Linked DNA regions of Sus scrofa: region 1 is linked to region 2. The links are chromatin contacts, called in public promoter capture Hi-C maps. All regions are on one chromosome and are shown on one strand. The core of a region is the stretch at or near the end of the contact, and the rest is flanking DNA. Distances in the headings are between cores, read along the strand shown.

Region 1 (6,134 bases), core at 2,707-5,206, 860 kb before region 2:
AGCATGGCTGTGCTGAATTTATAACCTTGGTTTGCTTGCCTCAGTTTCCCTTTCAGTCAACCCTCCCAACACCTTCATTTCTATTTCTCCCAATTTGATTCCCTTTTTTGGAATCACCAGGCCTGGGTCTTGTTTTCCTGGCTAGACCCCTGCTATTCTATGCCTCTGCTTCCTTGTCTATAAAGTAAAAGTCATTCAGTCATTCAACAAATAGGTCTCTGGTAGCTTCCTTGTGACTGAAAAGCTGTGCTAAGTGTTAGGAATGTCACAGGAAACAAGGCAGATTAAAAGACATGAAAATACTGTCTCTGTAATGATCAGATGAGATGTCTGCAGAAATGTCACCCACTGCCTGGGTCTCTGGAATTGTCAACACAATTTGGACTAAAGCCTGCTTCTGAATGCAAGTATTCTGGTCCCAGGGCTTTTTCCTGGCTTCCCTGCTCCAATCCTGACAAAGAAAGATTGAGGACAAATAAAATGAAGCCTTAATTTACACCACGGGACTCAACTTAAGGAACTCATTATCCCGAGCGGTGGGAGAGTTTTAAGCTAAAAATAGGTCTTTTAAGAAGAGGTTTAGCTAAACCCATAGATGGCGGTGACACAGGGAGAGAAGATAGAGATGCACCTAGACCCACCTGCTGCCTGCCTGGGGCAACCCATGGGAAGGAGCACTGGACTGGGAGTCTGGAAACCGGGGTTTGCATCTCAGCTCAACTGATCATCCAGTTCGTGACCTTGGACAAGTCCCTTCACTGCTCCTGAGCCTCAGTTTCCTCATCTGTAATGTGGGACTATTGAGAGTATCTAGGATCTCTGGCTGTTGTGATGATTACAGTTTAAAGATGCATATAAAGCCCCTAAGGAAGCACCGGGTACTTGGTTAGCGCTCCGTAAACATTAGCTCGTGTGATTATTAGTTGCTGCAGGAGATCTGGCCTGGAAGGGCAGCCCTCTCCAGTAGACCAGGAAAAACTTGCTGTGTGATCTTGAGCAAGTCACTTTCTCCCTCTGGGTTTTAGTTTCTTCTTCCATAAAATGGTAAAATAGTAACCACACTGGCTCAGGAAAAGAGAGTTAAAGGATCACCTAAGAACCAGGTAATTTTATTACGTGAGAAGTAGGATAGCAATCTAAAAGCGTGGCACTTAGAGCCAGAATGCCTGGTTTTCTATCCCAGCTCCACCTTAGATCCCTTTACTGTCCTGTGCCTGTTTTCTCATATGTAAAATGGAGATGATAGAAGTTCCTGTCGTGGCTCAGCAGTTAGCGAACCTAACTAGCATCCATGAGGACTCAGGTTTGATTCCTGGCCTTGCTCAGTGGGTTAAGGATCCAGCATTGCCATGTGCTGTGGTGTAGGTTGCAGACGTGGCTCGGATCCCACAGTGCTGTGGCTGTGGCATAGGCCGGCGGCTGCAGTTCTGACTGGACCCCTAGGTGGGGAACTTCTATATGCCACAAGTGCAGCCCTAAAAGACAAAGAGACCAGAAAAAAGATAAAACGGAGATGATAATGGCAACTACCTCAGAGTAGTTGTGACTAAATTAATGTAGGGAAAGTGCTTAAAACAGTGACTGTAGAGTTCCCTGGTGGCATAGTGTAAAGGATCCAGCATTGTCAGTGCTGTAGCTCGGGTTGCTGCTGTGGCGTGGGTTCCATCCCTGGCCAGGGAACTTCCACAAGCCTCAGGTACAGGAAGGAAGGGAGGACGGAAGGAAGGAGGAAAGGAAAAGAAAAAGAAAAAAGAAAAACAGTGGTACAGAGTTTTTTTTGTTTGTTTTTTTTTTTTTTTTTTTTTTTTTTTTGCTATTTCTTTGGGCTGCTTCCTGCAGCATATGGAGGTTCCCAGGCTAGGGGTCTAATCGGAGCTGTATCTCCCAGCCTACGCCAGAGGCACAGCAACGCAGGATCCGAGCCGCATCTGCAACCTACACCACAGGTCACGGCAACGCAGGATCGTTAACCCACTGAGCAAGGTCAGGGACCGAACCCGGGCAGGGACCTAACCTGCAACCTCATGGTTCCTAGTCGGATTCGTTAACCACTGCACCACAACGGGAACTCCGGTACAGAGTATTTTAAGTAACCATAGTTACGAGGCATCCTTCACATGGTATTTAAACTGCTTGGGGCTTTAGAATCAGACAGACCTGGGTCCATATCCCAGCACTATCCTCTAGGCTGTGTGACCTTGGACAAGTCATGTCCCCTCCTCTGAGTCTCAGCTTCCTCCTCTGCCATGGAAGACTGTAACAGCCCCTGCTTCCTTAAGGTACTGTGATGCAGCAAAGCACATGCGCAGTGCCTGGCATGGGGTAGGGCTCACGGAAAGTGCTCTCCCGCCTTCTTCCCACTTGGCTCTTCTCCTCAGCATTTTTCTCAACGGTCCACTTGAACGTCCTTCTGACCCGGAGCTCCTTCACTGCTTCTAGAAGTCTCCCCATCAAAGCTGAGGCCAGAACTACAAACTACATATTCTGGTGGGAAGAACCCTGGAACAGCAGTCAACAAACCAGGTTGGCTTGCTTGCCTTTGTAATGGAAGAACTGCGATATTTGTTTCAAGGCATTAAGACCTTAGGCCATGAGCTTTCACTCTCTGGTCTTGAGCTCCTTGATGAGGCGGTTATTTTCTATATCATGACATTCTGCAACCTTATGATTTGGTGGCAAAGGCCAAGGTTAGGACTGTGCCTTCGTTGGGTTGGGAATGGAATAGGTGCTGTGGAGGTACTCCTCAGTACCCGGATGTCCTTGAGGGAGGTCGCTTGGCAGGATACATCCCAGTGGCGTGGAATGGGGATTGGAGGTGGCTCTGTAGGACTGAGGAATCAGATTGGAAAAACTGCCTAGTGGGGAGCAAACCAACCTGCTATCATGCCCTTGTTTATCCAGCTCTCTAGGGCTGCTCTGGGAGCCTGGAACTGCTGAATGGGGGGTAGTGGTTGCGAGTGGGCAGAGCCAATCCAGAGGCCTCATGCTGTCTTCCTCCTACCAAAACCTGCTCCTAGGAAAAGACCAGGGAAACCCCCTCATACTCAGTACAACAAACCATAATAGCTGAAACACCCTGTCTTTTTAAGCAGGTTTTCTTTGCAGGGGTTTAGATTTCTCCCACCGCCCCCTTCCCCATTTGTATTTTTCAATTGATGAAAACAACTTATGCAACAAGACTCTGGGACAAACCGGAGAACCAGTCTCCTGAGCAAAATGCGAAAAAGGCTTAAACAGAGGGTACTGCCAAAGGTGGCATTTCAAGCATCAGAAGGGGAAAGTCGTACCTTTCTGAAAAGCTGCAGACTTCTAAATACATCTACATATATTGAGCAGAGAAGGGCTGTGGAGGTAGCTTGACCTCCATCTCTATTATGTAACAAATCTGTGTCCAAAGCTCAAGAAGGGCCAGGCACTCACTCATCTCCATTTCTCCAACTCTGGCCATTCGGGTTTGCATTCAGAATCCCTATACTTGATGTGACTTTGGACCAGCCACCTCCCATCTCGGGGCCTCAGTTTCCCCATTTGTAAAACCAGGATTATACGCTCCCCTCCTCCCAGGACACGTCAAACCTAATCGGGAAAGATTTGATTGGGTACGATGAGAATGCAAAGTAATTGGTTAAAAGCCAGGCGAAAGGACGCATAACAGATACCTCCCTCCCGCCAAGCCAGTCGCACTCCATTCGGACTGTTCCGGGAAGGGCGTGGACAGGCCACTGGGAGTCACGCCCCCGGAAGTGGGGCCAGCCTTAGCCGCGCCCAGCCCTGCGGCCCAAGGAAGGGACCCAGGGATGACGTCACACAACTCCTAGGTATTCATCCGCCGCGAGAGAAAGTAGTCCCCAAACCATAGCTGACTCCACCACCGGTACTAAGCGCTATAAAAAATTCTACATTCTCTTAGGGCTCTAGTATACTTTTGAGGCCTCGGAACCACCTTCCAGCACACTGGAAGCCTGTCTTTCTCCGGGCCGGCGTAGGAAGTAGTTCCGGCCTGCAATACACCGATGGGTCCCTCCGCAACGGGGGAAAGAGGATGGCGACCTCGTCGATGCCGGAGTCGGGGAGGAACGCGGTTACGGAAGCGTCAGGTGAGCGTCGGGTAGAGTCAGGTCGCCCCACTGCACCCTTCCGTGAAGTGAGGCCACAATGCGGGGATACCCGGCAGCGAGGTGCCGAGCCCGGCGGGGCTGTCCGAACAGGGCCCCGGGGTCCCAGGCCCTTTAGTTGCTCTCGGACTTGCCTGAGCGGAAACTCGGCGCCACCACAAGATGGCGTCGGGCCTGGAGCGCAGGCAGCGCCGGGGACAGCCCCGAGTCTCCAGGCCCCGGGACCGTCGCTGTCAGCCCCCTCCGCACGCGAACCAGGGGAGGGGGGGAGCAAGCTGCTGACCCAGGGGGCCTGCGGGCTGTACCACCGACCCTTCCCCCGGGGGGACTTGGGGGACCAAAGGGCTGAACCACTGAGCCTGATCGGGCCCCGTAGAGTGAACCACTCTGCTGGAATCATGGAGGGGAGGAGAAAAGGGTCAAGATTACCCGCCATTGACGACCCTCCCGGGGATGGGGAAGGAGCCCGAGACGGGGAAGCAAGGCTTCCTGGTTCTGTTTTCCCGAAGCTCCCCTCGCGGTACACTAGAAAGCCCCGCCCCGCCGGCTACTCGGTCTCTGCATCTGCGAAATGGGCGCATGGGTGCAGCTGGGTGGGCCGCGATGGCCGGGGCCGAGGAGGAGGCCCACCTGTTCCAGCCCCCGTCACCGCTTCTCGCAGAGTGAAGGCCCCAGATCCTGCGCCCTCCTGTCAGGCCTCCCCCGGAACCAATGGAAGAGAACGAGGTGGAGAGCAGTAGCGACGCGGCCCCTGGGCCTGGCCAGCCCGAAGAGCCCTCTGAGAGCGGCTTGGGTGTGGGCACCTCGGAAGCCGTGTCGGCCGACAGCAGCGACGCGGCGGCCGCCCCGGGGCCGGCGGAGGCCGACGACTCCCGCGTGGGTCAGAGCTCGGACCGCGGTAGCAGCTCTCTGGTATGGCCGGCGTTGGGGGGAGGCAGCAGCTTCCAAGGGGAAGCCAGCAAGGCTTGCTTATAACCAATATTTGTTTATGGTTTGTTGTGAGCCAGACACCGTGCCAAGCCCCTGGCTTGAATTTTCTCTTTTGGCTCTCATACCTTGTAAGGCATATATCAGTCTTTCCCACATCTCACAGAGAAAGAAACTGAGGCACAGAGCCAGGATTCAGATCTAGACTGCGGGCTGAGCTCCTGCACTACCCACTCTCCTCACTCTTAGAGATGCAGGTGAAACCTAGTTCAAGTCTTGGCTCTACCTCTGATTCACTGGGAGACCTCTTTGAGCCTCAGTTTTCTTCCTGTAAAACGGAGCAGAAATGCCTGCTGCTGAGAGTGCTCTGTTGCAAGCTCCTACCACACATTTTCTTGGAAACACCTTGTAAAATAGTCTCCCGGTTCTTCCACCTCCTAGTTCTGTAATCTTGGGCAGGCAACCCAACTTTCAGCTGTCAGTTTTCTCATCTGTAGGGTGGGAAGAAGAAATATACCTTCTTCTCCTGCTGTGTAGCACTGGGAACTATGTCTAGTCACTAATGGTTGGGGCATGATAATGTGAGAAAAAAGAATGTATACATGTATGTGTAACTGGGTCACCTTCCTGTACAGTAGGGAAAAAATCGTACTGGGGAAATAGCAATAAAAACATTTAAAAAAAGAAATATACCTTCTTCAATAGGGTTTTATTGAGGATTAAATGACTCGATACATGCTAAACAGTGAACACAGTGGTCAGTGCATGGTAAGCAGTCGCTAAGTATCAGCTACTATCGTGGTCAGTGTCTGCAAGGTGGTGATCATTTTCAGGACATTGCATTATAGAGCAACACAGCAATAGCCTTCACTTTAGGGCCCAGGGATTTTGATTCAGCAGAAATGGACCTAGCATGTGCCCAGCTGCTGCTGGGCCCTGAGGATACGTCAGGAGACAAGAGAGATGTGGTCCCAGCCCTCACGGAGAGTCCGACCTGGGAACCATGATGTGATGGGGGATACAGGCCACCACGTCACTAAGGATGGAGAGGTCTTCACTTGGCCTTGGGCATTAGGGTCAGCTTCCCAGAAG
Region 2 (5,508 bases), core at 369-2,868:
AATTGACAGATATTACCCTCACCACCTGTGCTAAGAACACAGATCCAAGAAAAATGAGGGCCCTGACACGTTCCTAGATAAGAAAAGGGGTGCTCTGGAAGCAGTCAAGAAGGAAATGACCAAGAACCAAGTAATATTAACATATATAAATTTCTAACATGAAAATGCAAAAAACTGAGTACCCACGTGTCTGGTTCTATAAACCACATACGTGTGCGGTTTCATGTGAACAACTGAGACAGAGTGAGAAATGCAGACAATTTTCACATTCTTCCAAGTGCTTCATCCTTCTGTTCTGGCTCCTGTAGCCGCTTGATTGCCAAATTCCGTCTCCCACACAGGGCAAGCAAAATCAGAACCTGATGCCATCTAGCCTTACCAAAGGGAAAAGCAGTGACGGCAAGGACAAAAGACATGAATTTTCACAGAAAGGTTGGCAAACTGTCTTACCAATACTGCCGCCTTTGAAAGCCCCATTACACGTGAGTTCTCCATTTGCAAGAGACAAAGATGTATTCATCTTGGGAAGAAAAGGGGCCTAATCACACCCACCCCTTCTCCACCACCGGGCAAATTTCAGTCCTAAAAACGTGCTAGCCCACAGTATAGGGGAATTTGGGGCGAGGACAAAAGAGACTCTGGCATTAAATGATGGGAAATAACGTGGGAAAATATTCCGATTCTCAACCTCTGACATTTTTTATTTATTTTTTTTTTCTGGGGGTCCGGCCTGACTCAGTAACCGGTTCCACCAAACGCATTTTCTCGATTCAAACCTCAACCCTGTGCTTCCTAGGGAATCTCGGGTTCTGTCAGGCTCCCGCACCAGCGAACGATGATGAAATGGCTTTACTGCAAAGTGGGAGGGGGTCTTCTCTCTGCTCTCTCCCAAGGTTAAACCCCTTACCCATCCAGAGGGAGTCGAGCAGGGCCATTGCGGCTCAAGAACTCGCCTGCATTTGGTTAAATTTCATTTTTGGGAACCGGAAAGCGAGGCGCAGGGGGTGACAGGGCTGAAAGGGTCGGTTCTGGCTGCTCAAGGCGCAGGGAGGGGTCTCGAGGGAATCGAAGATGGGTGATGAGGGGCGGTCAGGGGTCCGGGACACGATTCCCTTCCGGCCCGGCACAGAGCCGCACCCCGCCCGCCGGGCAGGGCCGCAGGCGGCGAGGGCGGCCGGGGCCTCTCCCAGAGCTAAGGGCCCGGCCCCGGAAACAGGGAGGGGCCGCGGCGAGGCCGAGCCCGCGCCGCAGGCGGCCGCACGGGGCTGAACAGGCCGCGCGCCGCTGCCACCCGGGCCCACCTGCGGGTCGCCCTCGTTGCTGCAGCCGCCGCCTGTGGGGGGGGTAGTTTGGAGCTTGGGCCCCTGGGGGCCCCGGGCGGACCCCGCGCCGCACTCACCGTGGGAGGGCTGCAGGGGGCAAAAAAGCTTGCGAGCGGAGCTCCCGGCGCGGTGACCGCTTCTTTCCCAAGCCCACTCCTCTGGCGGCAGCGGCGGCAGCTGCAGTGGCGGCGGCGGCAGCAGCTACCCCGGCTCCGGAATCGGCGGCGGCGGTGGCGGCGGCTCCACTTCCGCTCCGGTCACCACTTCCGCTTCGGCTCGAGCCCCGCCCCTGAGCCGTCTCCTCATTGGGTGAGCAGGGCACGGGGTTGCCCCGGCCGCCCGAGAGGGGCGCGGACAGAGGGAGGAGGAAGGAGAGCTAAGGGCCGGGATGCTGCGGCCGGGGGGAGGGCGGGGGTCGGGGTAGGGAGCTAGGAGGAGGCGGGTGTAGGGGGACGGAAATGGGGGCGGGGAGCTGAAAAAGGAGGTGGGCGGAGTGGAGGCGGGGCTGAGGGGGGGAATCTAGAAAAGCGACATGTGGAAACGAGGGGGCTGGGCAAGGTTTGGGGTTGGGCGGGCCTGAGGCTTAGGCTAGGGAGTCGCCCTGGCCGGGCCCAGAGTCTCTGAGGTCATTGGTTCCCACCCCACCCAAAAAATCATCGTCACTGAGTGAGGTTGAAGTTAGTCCCCTTTTGCTGTGTGCTTTGGAAACACTGCGTTTAAGGAAGGACAGAAATTTTTGCTAAATTTTTCCTTAATCCTCCCTTCAGTCCTTCAAAATACTGATCATTTCCTCCTTTTGTGAACCGAGAAGGCCAGGAATTAGACCTGTGAAGTGTTGTTTTTTTTTTTTTTTTTGGAAGCCTGTGTCCGTGATAGAATACCCCCTCACCCAAGCTCTTAAAGGAATCTTAAGGAACCAGGCTCCACGACACCCCCCACCCCATTCCCATCTGCTCTCACCATTTATCACCATTCTGCCCTTGCCAAGGCCAGTGACTATTAAGCCCAGTTCTTCAAAATGCCTCACCTCCACTGCCTCCCTTTCATTCATTCTTTCAGCGAATATTTATGAAGCAGACTTTTTGTTTCGTGCTGGAGACACAGCAAGAACAAGATAGACGTGGCCCTGCTGTCTTGGAGTTTATAGTCTGATACGAAATAGAACAGAGTAAATAGATAAGCCTTTGTCATTTCTCCTTTGCTTTAGCTTAATGATAGACTTCTAACTCTTCACGCTACCCCCAGTCCTGCTCCCATCAACTGCTGAAATGATCTTTTCTTTTCTTTTCTTTTCTTTTAAGGGCCGTACCCGCAGCATATGAAGTTCCTGGGCTAGGGGTGAATCAGAACTGCAGCTGCCTACCTAAGCCACAGACACAGCAACGTCAGATCCGAGACGCATCTGTGACCTACTCCGCAGCCCTCTGCAATGCCAGGTTCTTAACCCATTCAGCCTCAATGGGAACTCCCTGAAATGATCTTTTCAAAACCCCATTCTAGGAGTTCCCTGGTGGCTCAGTGGGTTAAGGATCTGGCTTTGTCACTGCTGTGGCACAGGTTCAACCCCTGACCTGCCACAGGTGAGGTCAAAAAACAAACATAAAAAAGCATTCTAATTGTGTTCTTTTCTTGCTTAAATTCTTTATTCAGATCTTATTTAATCCTTATTGATAAGCTCTTTGTGTGTGGCAATCAAGTTTTTCTAGAAGCTGCCCCTATCCTTCAGCCTCTTTCTGCTATTTCTTCCTCATCACAAAACCCCAGTTCTATTGGATGATTCCTTATCCTCCCAACATGCCAGCGCCAGTCTTTCTAAAAACCCTTTGGGTTTTTGTTTTGTTTTGTTTTGTTTTTGTTTTCAGGGCCGTACCTGCACAGCATATGGAAGTTCTCAGGCTAGGGGTCTAATCAGAGCCACATCTGCAACCTACACCACAGCTCACTGCAACACATGGCAATGACGGATCCATAACTCACTGAGAGAGGCCAGGGATCGAACCCACAACGTCATGGTCCCTAGTCGGATTCGTTTCCTCTGTGCCATGACAGGAACTCCCTCTTTTCATTCTCTTTCTTTCATTTTTTATTATAACAATTTCCAAAGCAACACAATGGTAGAGAGCATAGTACAGTAAACTCCATGTACCCATCACTCAGCTTTATTTTACTCTTCTGCAAGCTCTCACACTTTTTTTTTTTTTTTTTTTGTCTTTTGTCTTTATAGGGTCCCACCTGTGGCATATGGAGGTTCCCAGGCCAGGGGTCGAATCAGAGCTACAGCTGCCAGCCTACACCACAGCCAGAGCAACGCAGGATCCGAGCCTGGTCTGCAACCTACACCACAGCTCACATCAATGCCAGATCCTCAACCTACTAAGCGAAGCCAGGGATTGAACCCGCAGCCTCATGGTTCCTAGTCAGATTCCTTTCCCCTGCACCACGACGGGAACTCCCACTTTTTTTTTTTTGTTTTGTTTTTTCTAGTGCCACACCCAAGGCATGTGGAGGTTCCCAGGCTAGGGGTCCAGTCGGAGCTGTAGCCACCAGGCTACGCCAGAGCCACAGCAATGCGGGATCCAGGCCACGTCTGTGACCTACACCACAGCTCACGGCAACGCCAGATCCTTAACCCACTGAGCGAGGCCAGGGATCAAACCCGAAACCTCATGGTTCCTAGTAGGATTTGTCAACCACTGAGCCACGAAGGGAACTCCATCCCACTTTTTTTTTAACAGCACTATCTTACAGCAAATCCCAGGTATCATATCATTGCATTCATAAACATATTAATATATAGCTCCAACAGTAAGAATTAGAAAAAAAATAACAACCATAACTCCATGATCACGCTGAACGAAATTAATAACAATTCCTTACAATCTTGCAAGACATAATCCAGGATCAATTTTCTCTAATTATCTCAAAAATGACTTGTCACATTGGTTTATTTAAATCAGGATCCGAAAATGTCTACACTTTGCATTTAGCTTCTAAGTCTCTTAATTCTCTTTGATTCTGTAACAGTTATTCCTACCCCTCCTTTCAAAAAATATATAATTGAACTGTTGAAGAAACTGGGTAAATTCTCCTGTAGAGTTTCTCACCATCTGATTTTGACTGACTAGATCCTTGCATTGTTTTAAAAATGTGACATTGTCCTTTGAATGTCCTGTAAACTGGTAGAGTCTTGATTACATTTCAGTTTTTGGCAAGAGCATTTTATAGGTGGGACTATTTCCTATATCAGATCAGGAAGCATATAATTGTTCCTCAGTGACCTCTTTCAATCTGAAAACCCATTTCTTTCGGTTCCAAAATATTTTTCGTGAATTATTTCTTCAAAGATTTCCTTTCTTCATCTTCCTATTTTCTATCCACATCTTCACTCTCTAGAACTCCAAGTATTTGGATAGCTGAGGTCTTAGAATGGTTTTCTAATTTTATTGTTTTAGTTTTCCTCCTCTCTGTTATTTTCTTATCGTTTTGTGTTTGGGTCTACGTTCTGAATAGGATCTTCCAACTTGTATTTAGTCGGAGTTCTGTGCAGAAGATAGGCTCAGAAGCCACTCTAGGTATTTTAAGCAGAAAGAGATTTAATACAGGGAATTGGTCCTTGCAGACTCATTGGAAGAGCTGGGGTTGCTGAAGTCAGGAGGGACTTTTGTTTCAAAGTCACCATAGCTGTGATTGAGAGGTCAGGTTTGCTGCCTTTGCTGCTGCCACAGTAACTTCCTGACTACATGAAGCCAGGGACTGGGCACTGGATCAGGAAGTCTGTCTACTGACATTTGACTCAGAAGTAAAGTTCAAAGACAAGGGGGTGGTTGTGTGGCTTGAATAAGAGTTTGAAATTGCAGGGTTGTCTATGACATGTGAGCTTGCATGAGGACTTTGATATCCATCCAGCCAATTTTGGCTTTTCATTTTAAAGGAACAAAAGGTGAACCCTTGACTCAGAGAGTTCTATAGGTATAATCAGAAACAGAGCTCTAATAGCTCTCACTGACTTTGCCAGACAAGAGTAGCCTGGGTCAAGGAGACCAGACTTCTCCAAACTCACTGGATTGAATTTTGATGACATAATCACCACCTAGGCTCTTATCTAAATGAGGTCACTGGGAAGGTAGGCATCATTAATGAAAAAAATGTGGATCCATATTTCAATTTCATGAGAACTGAACCCGAA

The links. Promoter capture Hi-C pulls out the DNA fragments that hold promoters and counts their contacts.
Region 1: a promoter capture Hi-C map of liver shows a contact between it and region 2, with 2.4 times the contacts expected there. The contact joins the promoter of ZNF335 here to the promoter of YWHAB in region 2. A contact is called at or near these places in 1 of 5 promoter capture datasets (liver) and 1 of 2 datasets of contacts at active chromatin or transcription factors (alveolar macrophages).

Annotation. Positions count from the first base shown.
Region 1 is chr17:48,151,073-48,157,206 of Sscrofa11.1, reverse strand. ZNF335 (zinc finger protein 335) reads left to right here and starts at 3,956. Exons shown (of 27, transcript XM_021077367.1): 1 at 3,956-4,097; 2 at 4,777-5,027. The coding sequence starts at 4,827.
Region 2 is chr17:47,294,130-47,299,637 of Sscrofa11.1, reverse strand. It overlaps YWHAB (14-3-3 protein beta/alpha), which reads right to left and starts at 1,618. Exons shown (of 6, transcript XM_005672961.3): 1 at 1,400-1,618.